3 separate regions of the Danio rerio genome follow, and regions 2 and 3 are each linked to region 1. The links are chromatin contacts, called in public Hi-C maps. All regions are on one chromosome and are shown on one strand. The core of a region is the stretch at or near the end of the contact, and the rest is flanking DNA. Distances in the headings are between cores, read along the strand shown. Region 1 holds the start of nr2f2 (nuclear receptor subfamily 2, group F, member 2). Region 2 has its middle 140 kb from the start of nr2f2. Region 3 has its middle 210 kb from the start of nr2f2.

Region 1 (3,411 bases), core at 746-3,245:
ATGCACATAAAATGTTCTGCACCATACACTACACAAAATAATTTTAGCCAAATTATATGATTTACTTAATAAAGCAAATAAATAAATAAAATACATATTGGCAAATGTTTCACATTTTAGCCTGCTTTGTGTTTTTGAGACAACATGAGTCTAGTAAATACATACACAAAGAAAGACATGAATGCTAACCCTTAACCTATTTAGCTAGCGACAGAGTCAGTTCAGCTGTCTGTTGAGAATTTGCGAGCGAACTGGGTGTCTGGCGGAACGTTTATTGAAATAAATCAATAAAAAAGCCCAACAGTGAATATTCTCTAGTTTTCGAGCAAAAGCGAGAGATGTAGATTGTGGTCGATCTGGAGTCCCTAGCTTAGTGTGTGTGTATGTGAGCGCGCGTGTGTGTATATGTGATTTTGACGCTGCTTCTCCATACTCCCTCGCCATAACCGCACGGCATATCTGCAGTGATTATAAAAATAAAGACAAATACCCATGTTTTCGTCGCCTAATAAAAGCAATGGTTAGTTTAAAGCTGCGAACATGTGCAATGCGAAATAGTCGCTAAGGAGAGGGTGTTCTTTATTCGAGCATTAAGGGCGCCGTGATAACGCTCAGTCTCGAGCGCTATAGGCGGTTCCTTCGCATGCTGTGGACGGGCAGATTGAGAGAGAGGAGTCGGGGATAAAATACAGGAAGAAGCATGCGCGATTAAGTCAGGCTAAATACAGAAGACAAAGACAAAGACAGCAGTAAAACAACAAAAATCCGAATACCTTCCCGTCTCATGCCAACTTTGAGGCATTTTTTGAGGCGGCAGTACTGACACTGATTGCGATGGTGCTGGTCAATGGGACAATTCCTGTTGGCACGGCATGTGTAAGTGAGGTTCCTTCGTACGCTCCGTTTGAAAAAGCTTTTGCACCCCTCGCAAGTGAACTGGCCATAGTGTTTACCGCTGGATTTGTCCCCGCAAACCACGCACTCTATATGCTGTGGCTGCTGCTTTTCCGACTGGCTCTGCGTCGTCTGGTTCGTCGGGGTTGACTGTGTGTTGTTATTGTTGTTCGGGGGTCCTTGAACGGGTGTCTGAGGGGTCGGAGGGGCAACCTGAGAGGCCGTCAGACCCAGCTGGCCTGGTTGAGGGGTCGGAAGGGATAGTCCTCCTTGGGTTTGCGATGAGAGGGTGCCATGGGTCTCGGCCACATCGTCCTGGGAGCCTCTCCACACTACCATTGCCATATCTATCAGTCAACGTTAAAAAAACTTTTTGTTCCCCGTTTTTGGTTTCGGAATGCTTTGTTTAAAAAAATAATATCGCAGCACGGTGCCTCTATCACTTAGGAGGGTAAAATAAATAATTCAGGATCGGCACGGTCGGTTAGAGTCTGAATGTCCGTTCAAAGTTGCGCACCGACGAGAAACAGTAGTCTATTTCTTGACTGAAATAGCGTTACCTGGCATGTGGTTAAAATTGAAGCAAGCCGAATAGCAGCCTTGCTCTTAGAGGCCAAGTCCAGGGGCACTTGCAGTCATCCATCCAGTAAACCCATCAAGGAAAAAAATGGAAAATAAACACTGCGGAAGAAGATACGAACAGAGCAGGACGAACAAGTTCACGCGTGGAGCGATGTTCGGACGCACAGAGACACGCAGCTTTCAAAGATACTTGCGACACAAGAGAAGTTCCAGCGTAAAGTCTTGTAGAAAACCAACAACTGGCAAAAAATATTGCCGCTTCTTCCTTTTCTTCAAATGAGGTAGCGCTAGCAGCCGCGCGCAGTTGCAGCCTGTGCTCGAGTCAAATATGAAGTCAACTCTCCGGCAAGCAGGACCGATAATAAAACAAAAAGATCACAACCTATAGAACCTCCTTCATGCGCGTAAAAATAATAAGAGAGAGAACAGAGAATCAAAGTGATCAAATATGTTAAAAAGGGGGAGGTTAGGAAGTGACTGCGATTTGTAGGCGCTGGGCTGGCAGAATGCTTTCTCTCTGATCAGCTCACTGAGCTCTCTATATAGTGAACTTTGACACGACTGCTGCAACTTAGCACACGTTACCATGGAGATGAGTTGCCATATATGGAAAGTGACTGTGTTTGACTGGTCAGAGCTCACGGACCTCCCCCTGAACCCTATTGGCTAGTCGGCACTTGTGCTACTTGGTTCTTTGCCAAAGCCAGGAATAAGGGTCGAGGAGCCGCTTGGTCCTAAAGAGAGAAGCACACAGTTCCGTGGAAAAATGATCGCAATACATGCAGTCATATTTTTTATTTGTTTCAAATAAAATACACGTTTGACGTATATTTTATCACCGTTTCCACACTCCAGAGATCCATTTATTTTTAAAAATAAATGTTATAAAAATGTAAGTAAATCTATATTAAATTATAGGCTACAGTCCCTCTAATCTGACCACAAAACGATAAGAAATATATGTCCGTGATAGTGATATTACTGCCATTCAAAATTTATTTATTTTTTGTTCTTGCCACTTGCCTTGCACACCATTCACTCTATAGACTGACCGCAACGTGTGTGATTTGGTCAGTTCCATTAATCCATTAATCCGCATTAACGCCTCGTTATAAATCATGAAACTGCATATCATTCATCAAGTCAATATTGCACCGACAAATACATTTAAAACAGAGAGCGTTCACGAGGGAACAAGCAACATACGCGAGAGACTATTGATGTAAGTTCGAGCACTTTACACTGTAATCAAGATATATGTCAAAGACGCGCAAGATGCTACTTTGTAAGCAATACAGGAGAAAAGCTTGTTAAATGAATAATATTAAAAATACTAAATACAGGGTGCATATATATATATATATATATATATATATATATATATATATATATATATATATATATATATATATATATATATATATAGAATTGCTTTATTTTATCATAAATTTGAGCATTCACATACTTATTTATATAGGGCCTGTATTCATTAAATTAGTCTAAATGAGCTATAAAACTTTCGTAGGCTAATACTTATGCATTAGTCTTATGTTTAAATCGACTGTCTTTAGTGCATGTACACAAAAAAAGGATAACTGATTAGGCTACTACTGACGCCGTATACCGTTATCAGCACAATTTAATATATTGTTTGCAAAAGCAGAATCAATTTATATTAATGTAACTTTCGTACACATGACGAGTGTGCCCATAAAAATAATAGTCACCTGAAAAATATTTTGGTTGACAACTTTGATTGCATTGCAAAGATTTAGAGGTAGCCTAAAAACGAAGGTCAAACAGTTCTTAGCTATTTATATATAAATGGTGCATTCAACGTTTTCTTATAGATTTTAGGATTACTATGTTTTTAGGGCCTTGGAATACCACGTATATACCTTACAAAATAATTTAATAAATTATTCCACGAAATTC
Region 2 (3,336 bases), core at 318-2,817, 140 kb after region 1:
ATGGAAGTTGGTTGCTCTAATAAGAAGACTTAAGACCATGGCCTCAAGCGTATGCCACTTGATCACCTTTACAGGTCAGAGAAGTGAGGTTTACCTGCATAGCACTTGGCTAGCTAGCCTCAGTTACATTGAGAATAGGCATGGGCTGGTAAAAGATTCTGACGGTATGATAACCTTGGATTAAACTATCACGATATCATGGTATTGTGATTACTGCTATAAAATATGTTATTTTTAAATGTCTCACAAAACAACTTTTTTGACTAAACACAATGTATTTTATTTTAAGAAACATTTATAACATTTTGGAACAGCAAACAGTCAGGTTAAATAATTTAAATAAATCATTGACTGACATTGACTGACTGACGAATGTATGTATGTGTATGTATATGTATATATATATATATATATATATATATATATATATATATATATATATATATATATATATATATATATATATATATATATATTAAGTTTTTAGTACATACCAAGTTTTTAGTTTTTAGTTATGATACTCCCAATCCGCAGATTTTTTACAAAATTCTACACAAAAAAAGCAAAAAATGTCCACGGTTCTGTCTGGTCCTAGCGATGTGCATAATGTAAATAGTATATGTGTACAGTGACAATAAAAGGCATTCTATTCTATTCTATGATTAGTCTTTCAAATGTTTCCTGAATTGTCGGCTGACCAGTAGCTTTTGATGTGGTGGTTTGTTTTACTGTTGCCCTAAAAAACTAAATAAAATAATTGTAAAATTATTTGGAACTGTATATATTGGTACATGATAAAAAAGACCATAGCAGCAATATTAAAGGTTTTAAAACCTTGACTTTTTCAAACAGCGGAAAACCTTAAAAACTGGTTATCATCCAATGTCTAGTTGAGAAAAATTTTTGCAAAACTTTTTAAAAATGTCTTTTATTTGAAAAAATTATTATTATTATTAGTATTACATATAATAAAGAATGAACAAACAGCAAAATATGGATAATATGAAGAATGTTTAGATATTTGTAATTTGCAAGAAGAAAAAAAGCAGAAGATATAAACACAGAGTAAAAATCATTTTTTAGCTGTGTAGGATTTTTAATTAAAAGCCTTCCAAGGAAAGCTATAATCACTGCCGCAAATGATCTCCGAAATCTGCACTTTAATTGAGTGATAACCATTGGTGGTAATCATCAGTTGCAGGCCGCTTTCCTTGTACCTTGCAAAATATTTCTCTGAAGAATCCCGCAAGAACAAAATAGAGACATTGTGAAAGGAGACTTGTCTCCAGCTCTATTGGACAGAGAGGAGTCAAAGGGAGAGACCCCACTGGATCTGAAAAGAGGACTGACAGCTCGTGAAATCCTGACTGAGATGTGTGAAAGAGCACTCCATACGCATGGCCTTCCACAGACACTGAGATACACAGCCACCCCCCCCCAATCCCGTCCCGTCCCGCTCTTAACATGCAGCCCAATGATTAAAGGAAAGTGCACACACACATTTCTCCACCTCCTCCCCCTTTTCCCTCTGTATCCTTTCACTTTTATCCAGTCTTACTCCACATCTCTTACTCCTTCTCCTTCTCTCTCTCTCGCTCGCCTGCTCGCTCTCTTTATTGTACACAGGCACAGCATGGCTCCGGTTGTAATCACCGTTGGACACAATTTCAGGGACAATTTAAAGACTATTTATTATCTTCAGTCAATAAGAGCACGGATAGACTGACTCTCTGGATGTTCATTTGAAACCTAATGGATAGAGCTTTAAATGCTTCCCAATTGGTTTACAGTAGGAGAGACTGACTACTTAGATTCTCGTTTGTTTTTGTTCTTTCAAAAAAAGGAGGGGATTTTCTATTCATGTAAACACTGATATATTTGGACTTTTATTTTATTTTACAACTAAAACAATGGATGGTAAACTGCAAATATAGACAAATTTTAAAACTGCATGTGCATTAGGAGGATCATTTTAAAGCTAAATATTTGTAAAGACAATAAATAAAACTATTCAAAATTAAAGATAAATAAAATAGGCTATATGCACACAGACTTTTAATTTTCAGCCAGGCAGCCCAAGGGCTTCCAGTGAACTGTCTTTCCATTACAAAATTGTCACATTTAAGATCCGATTTCTTTAAAAATCAGTGATCTTCACTGCCTGTTTTATATAGGAGTCTCAGATTGGACAAGAAGCACTGCATTAAATTCCTTTTCCCCCTCCATGTCTTTAAAATATGACAGATTATTTTACAACAGTATTTTCAATGGAATTTCTGTGCTAGCCTGCTGATCTTAACGGCGCTAGCAGTTCCATGATCTTTTATCTCGTTTTCTGCTTGAACTACTAAATGAATGCTTAAGTCTATTTAACTTAATGTATTGTAATTACATTATAGCATTAATGCTGTACAAACAACCTTGTGAAATTGAAAATAGTCACATTACGCTTTCACCAAAAGTTTATCGTTGGCTTTAAAACTTTAGCTGTGCATAGTAGGGTTGATCAGTTTATCGGTACTTCGGTAGCACCACGATACTATGACTTCAAAATATTGGCAGTGCCTCTGTTTGTAAACGATAGTATCGGTTATTAATGGTTCTACAATGGTTAATGTTGCATGTGGAAAAGTCACTAATTGTGACTAATTGTGTATTTGTGCCAGCAAATAGTCAGTAAACACTTTATTTTAATTTTTATTTTAACAGTCTGCATTAAGGCTGCAAACTGTAGAATGTGTGTCTTTTATAGTACTGCAGGTTTACTGACACTTCCTAATCTGGATCAGTTCTTTTTTGTTCCTGTGAATATGATTTAGCTATGAATACCGCACCGCAATCTCTTACTAAGAACAACTCACTTAAGTGACATTTGAAATTACCTGGATTCTTACCAAAAAAGACTAAAAAAAAAAAAAACAATACAAGAGAAAAACTGAAAATAGCAACAGGAAACACTAAGAAAACAATATTTTTTACTTAAAATTTGGTTGAAAAAATCTCTTCTTTTAATGAATTTTGTTAATCTTAATTAATGTATTTTTGTTGGTCAGTTATCTACAAACTAATCGAAAAAACAAATAACATTTGAGGTGCGTCAAAAGCCTTCATTTTTCTGTGGCCCAAACAAAAACTGTTAAACAAAAGTGAAATATTCAGAATGACGAATAATGTCTTATTGTTAAATACAGGACCAAAATTAAAATAATAGTATATTTTAAACTCATTTCACATGAAAAAAGCATCTGCTTTAAAACCTGAAACCCTGAGTCTGTACCCATGGCGCTTAACTAATTAAACTTAAGTACTATAACATATACAATATATTATTTGTGA
Region 3 (3,381 bases), core at 556-3,055, 210 kb after region 1:
GTCTCCCCTTGTCTGCACATCCGGGCCTCGGCAGCCCACAGATGCACTCGCTTTATCCCACACGCACACAGATGCACAGCCCATGAAACATGCTTACAGCTTTCTAAATTTAGGATTTTTTTTTCATAAAGAGAGCATGTACATCTACCTCTGTTGACCAGATAAGAGCTTTTGTCTTTGTTCAAATAGGATTTACTTCAAATGATCGTTATTACTGTACAGTACGATGAATTCATCATTATTTGTCATGTGCATTAGTTACAGTAGCATCGAAAAAAAAGAACAATGCAGCATAAATCTTGTTTATTTGTATCTATTTTATCCAATCTTCCTACATGAAAACTCAGCTTTGAATCACAGACCAAAAATACACTGTACAAAATGTACACATAGAAACCAGTTATATTAAATGAATAAAATATTACTGTTATACTGTGTTTTTGATGGAATACATCAAAGCATTGTTAAGCAAAATTGGTAAGCAGAAGATTTTGTAAAATAAATAAATGAATAAATGAATAAATAAATAAATTAAAAAAAAAAAATAAAAATAAAAATAAATAAATAAATAAATAAATAAATAAATATCATTATAGGGTCAATGATAATCTCAGCATTTTTATTTTTTAATGTAACTGATATTTCACAAAATATGTAGTCCCAAACTTGTATGAATTTAAATTGTTTTTATATGTTATAATGAGGTCCATTGGTTTCAAAGCAACACTGTATGGACAGGCAAATACCAAGAAATGTATTAAAATATCTTTGTTTGTGTTAGACAGAAGGAACCGGCAAACTAGTTAATATAATAATAATAATAATAAGAAGAAGAAGAAGAAGAAGAAGAAGAAGAAGAAGAAAAAGAAGAAGAAGAACAACAACAACAACAACAACATAATAATAATATACAATTACAACAGATACTACTACTACTACTAAAATATAATAGATAATAATAATTAATAATAATATTAATAAAAACAACAACAACAACAACAATAATAATAATAAAAATAATAATAATATACAATTACTACAGATACTACTACTACTACTACTAATAATAATAATAATAATTAATAAAATAGAATTGATAATAATAATTAATAATAATATTAATAAAAACAACAACAACAACAACAATAATAATAATAATAACAACAACAATAGTAACCATAATCATAATAATGCTAATATAATACTCATAACAACAACAACAACAACAACAACAACAACAATAATAATAATAATAATAATAATAATAATAATAATAATAATAATAATATCTGTGCAATATAATATTTCAAAAAAGATTGCTTTGATCTATATCACGGTCCAAACAAACACTGTATAGATAAAACACACACTGAGCACAACCGGTTTGGAACAACTGTAGTGTAAATAATGACAATGTAAATTTTGAGGTGAACTGACCCTCAAAGATCAATTGTCTCAGTGTGAAGAAGTCAATCCTGTTTAATAATTGGGACTTTCATGTTTTTGTCACCGTTTTAATCAGAAAGTGGAGAGTGAACGTGAAAGGCCAAGTGGACAAGTTAATCCGGAGCGCATTGGCTAGTTTGTTGTGATCACTTTAATTTAGTCGTCTGGGCGGTAAGAGGCCTCAGGTTGCAGGGACTGTTGAACCGTAACCCCTCTGTCCTCCTTGGGTCAGAGTCCTATTACAAGCTCTTTCCCCGAGCGCGGCGGAGTGGTTTTAGAGTCTCACAAACAGCTCTTCTAAAATAAAGATGGCTCTGCTCTGAAAGGCTTTCTCTACATTCCCTCACCGCCGCTCCCTCCCCCTCCATTCCCCATCCCGCTGCAATCTGTCCTGCCAGCTCCCACGGTTTGTCTTTGGAAGTGATCCGTCCCCGAGCGTTCGGCAGAGCCACTCCATGTTCACATCCCCCAAGGGGCCTTCCCTGCCTGCCCACTACCCCTTGCTTTCTTTTGTCAGCCAAATGGATACCAATTAAATCAACTGTTCTCCAATTAGGATTTGGAGAGAATCTATCTTGTTCAGTGTTTCGAAAATCCCAGGCCCTGGCTCCCTATCTTTTTTTCCTTTCCTCCATTCTCTACCAACCTTTCCTGGAATCGGTTACTTAGAGAGGGCGAGTGCTTATTTCCTGCAACGTGATACTCCTGAGCTGCCTTTTTCCCTCCTCTTTTTTTTTCTTTTTCTTCCAATGTTTGTACAATATGTTAACCGAATGTTTGGCCAAACATTGGTGAGATTATATGTTGGAAGCAGTTGGAACTGTTTCCCTTTGTAAAATTACTTTCATGACCTCAATTACCTGTTAATCATAGTGTAGCTTAATGGCCAGTCTGTAAAATAAGGCTGGTGATCTGACTAAATACCGCAGAGTGTGTGTGAGTCAGTGTGAAATGCCTTGAGTTACCTTCCTCAATGCAAGTAATTTTCCCAACAAAGGTCAAACAATGTGCATTAACAAAAACAGCGCATTCACATAAAATCCCACCACGCACGTGTAAATTCTCTAGAAAGAAGCCGGTGTGATAAATGAAGTGAGGTAATAAACGAAAGGGTGTGCGGGGGGCCTAAGGGTATCTTAATCTGAAGACGTGGGCCACGGAGGTGCTTGGATGCCATCCACGTCATTATTGCCTATTAACTGTGTTGAGAAAGTATGCCCTATTGTGCTCCTTATGACTGGGCGACACCCCCTCCTGCCACTCGAAATCACATCCAGCTAAACAAACCACCCAGTGAAGCTTCCTGCCGTGCACAGATTGAGACCCCTGGCCCTGCAGAATTTACAGGGCCCCCTTTTTCTCTCTCTTTTTCTCCCTCTCAAACTCTCTGGATTAAACACAATACCATGCAGCCACATGTGGAGGCTTTAGCTGCAGCCTCAATCTCCAGATTGATGAAGATTCTGCTATTGTTTGGTAAGCGTGTCAAAACATAGCACAGGCTTAGCACTTGGCTTCCACGGGTTTACATTAGTAATTCGCTCTCACTCCTCACTGCCTACCGTGTTGGAAGCTAGCAACACGTTTCCCATGGTAAGCACCACCAAAAGCCACCATTGCTGAGTGTATCTGATTTCCAAATATTTCATAAAAGGGATAGTTCAACAAAAAATGAAAATTCTTTGAATTATTTTCCAGTCAGTTAATTTTATAGACAAAATTCAATAAACCTGCACAAAAAAGCTGTAATTAAGTTTATGTATTTTGTGATTCACGAGTATTTTTCTGTTTACTTACACATATAAACTGCATTATGATCTCTGACATTTAGTAACACTTTAGTAGCTTGAAATAATAATTTGTATGAAAAAAAAAAAAAAAATATATATATATATATATATATATATATATATATATATATATATATATATATAT

The links. A called contact is a pair of places that touch in the nucleus more often than the background predicts.
Region 2: a contact with region 1 is called in a Hi-C map of an unstated tissue, with 2.6 times the contacts expected there. The contact joins the enhancer-like site here to the promoter of nr2f2 in region 1. A contact is called at or near these places in 1 of 18 Hi-C or Micro-C datasets (an unstated tissue) and 1 of 4 datasets of contacts at active chromatin or transcription factors (embryo).
Region 3: a Hi-C map of an unstated tissue shows a contact between it and region 1, with 4 times the contacts expected there. The contact joins the enhancer-like site here to the promoter of nr2f2 in region 1. A contact is called at or near these places in 4 of 18 Hi-C or Micro-C datasets (embryo, fibroblasts and an unstated tissue) and 2 of 4 datasets of contacts at active chromatin or transcription factors (caudal fin and embryo).

Annotation. Positions count from the first base shown.
Region 1 is chr18:25,297,096-25,300,506 of GRCz12tu, forward strand. nr2f2 (nuclear receptor subfamily 2, group F, member 2) reads right to left here and starts at 1,996. Exons shown (of 3, transcript NM_131183.2): 1 at 774-1,996. The coding sequence starts at 1,239.
Region 2 is chr18:25,442,259-25,445,594 of GRCz12tu, forward strand. It overlaps a transcript of nr2f2 not described here. Among named protein-coding and RNA genes, the nearest start is that of nr2f2, 140 kb to the left of the region's middle. Within about 2 kb of position 1,568, at least 15 of the 62 cell types and tissues checked have an H3K27ac peak or open chromatin away from gene starts, as enhancers often do.
Region 3 is chr18:25,511,261-25,514,641 of GRCz12tu, forward strand. No RefSeq gene overlaps it. Among named protein-coding and RNA genes, the nearest start is that of nr2f2, 210 kb to the left of the region's middle. Within about 2 kb of position 1,806, at least 24 of the 62 cell types and tissues checked have an H3K27ac peak or open chromatin away from gene starts, as enhancers often do.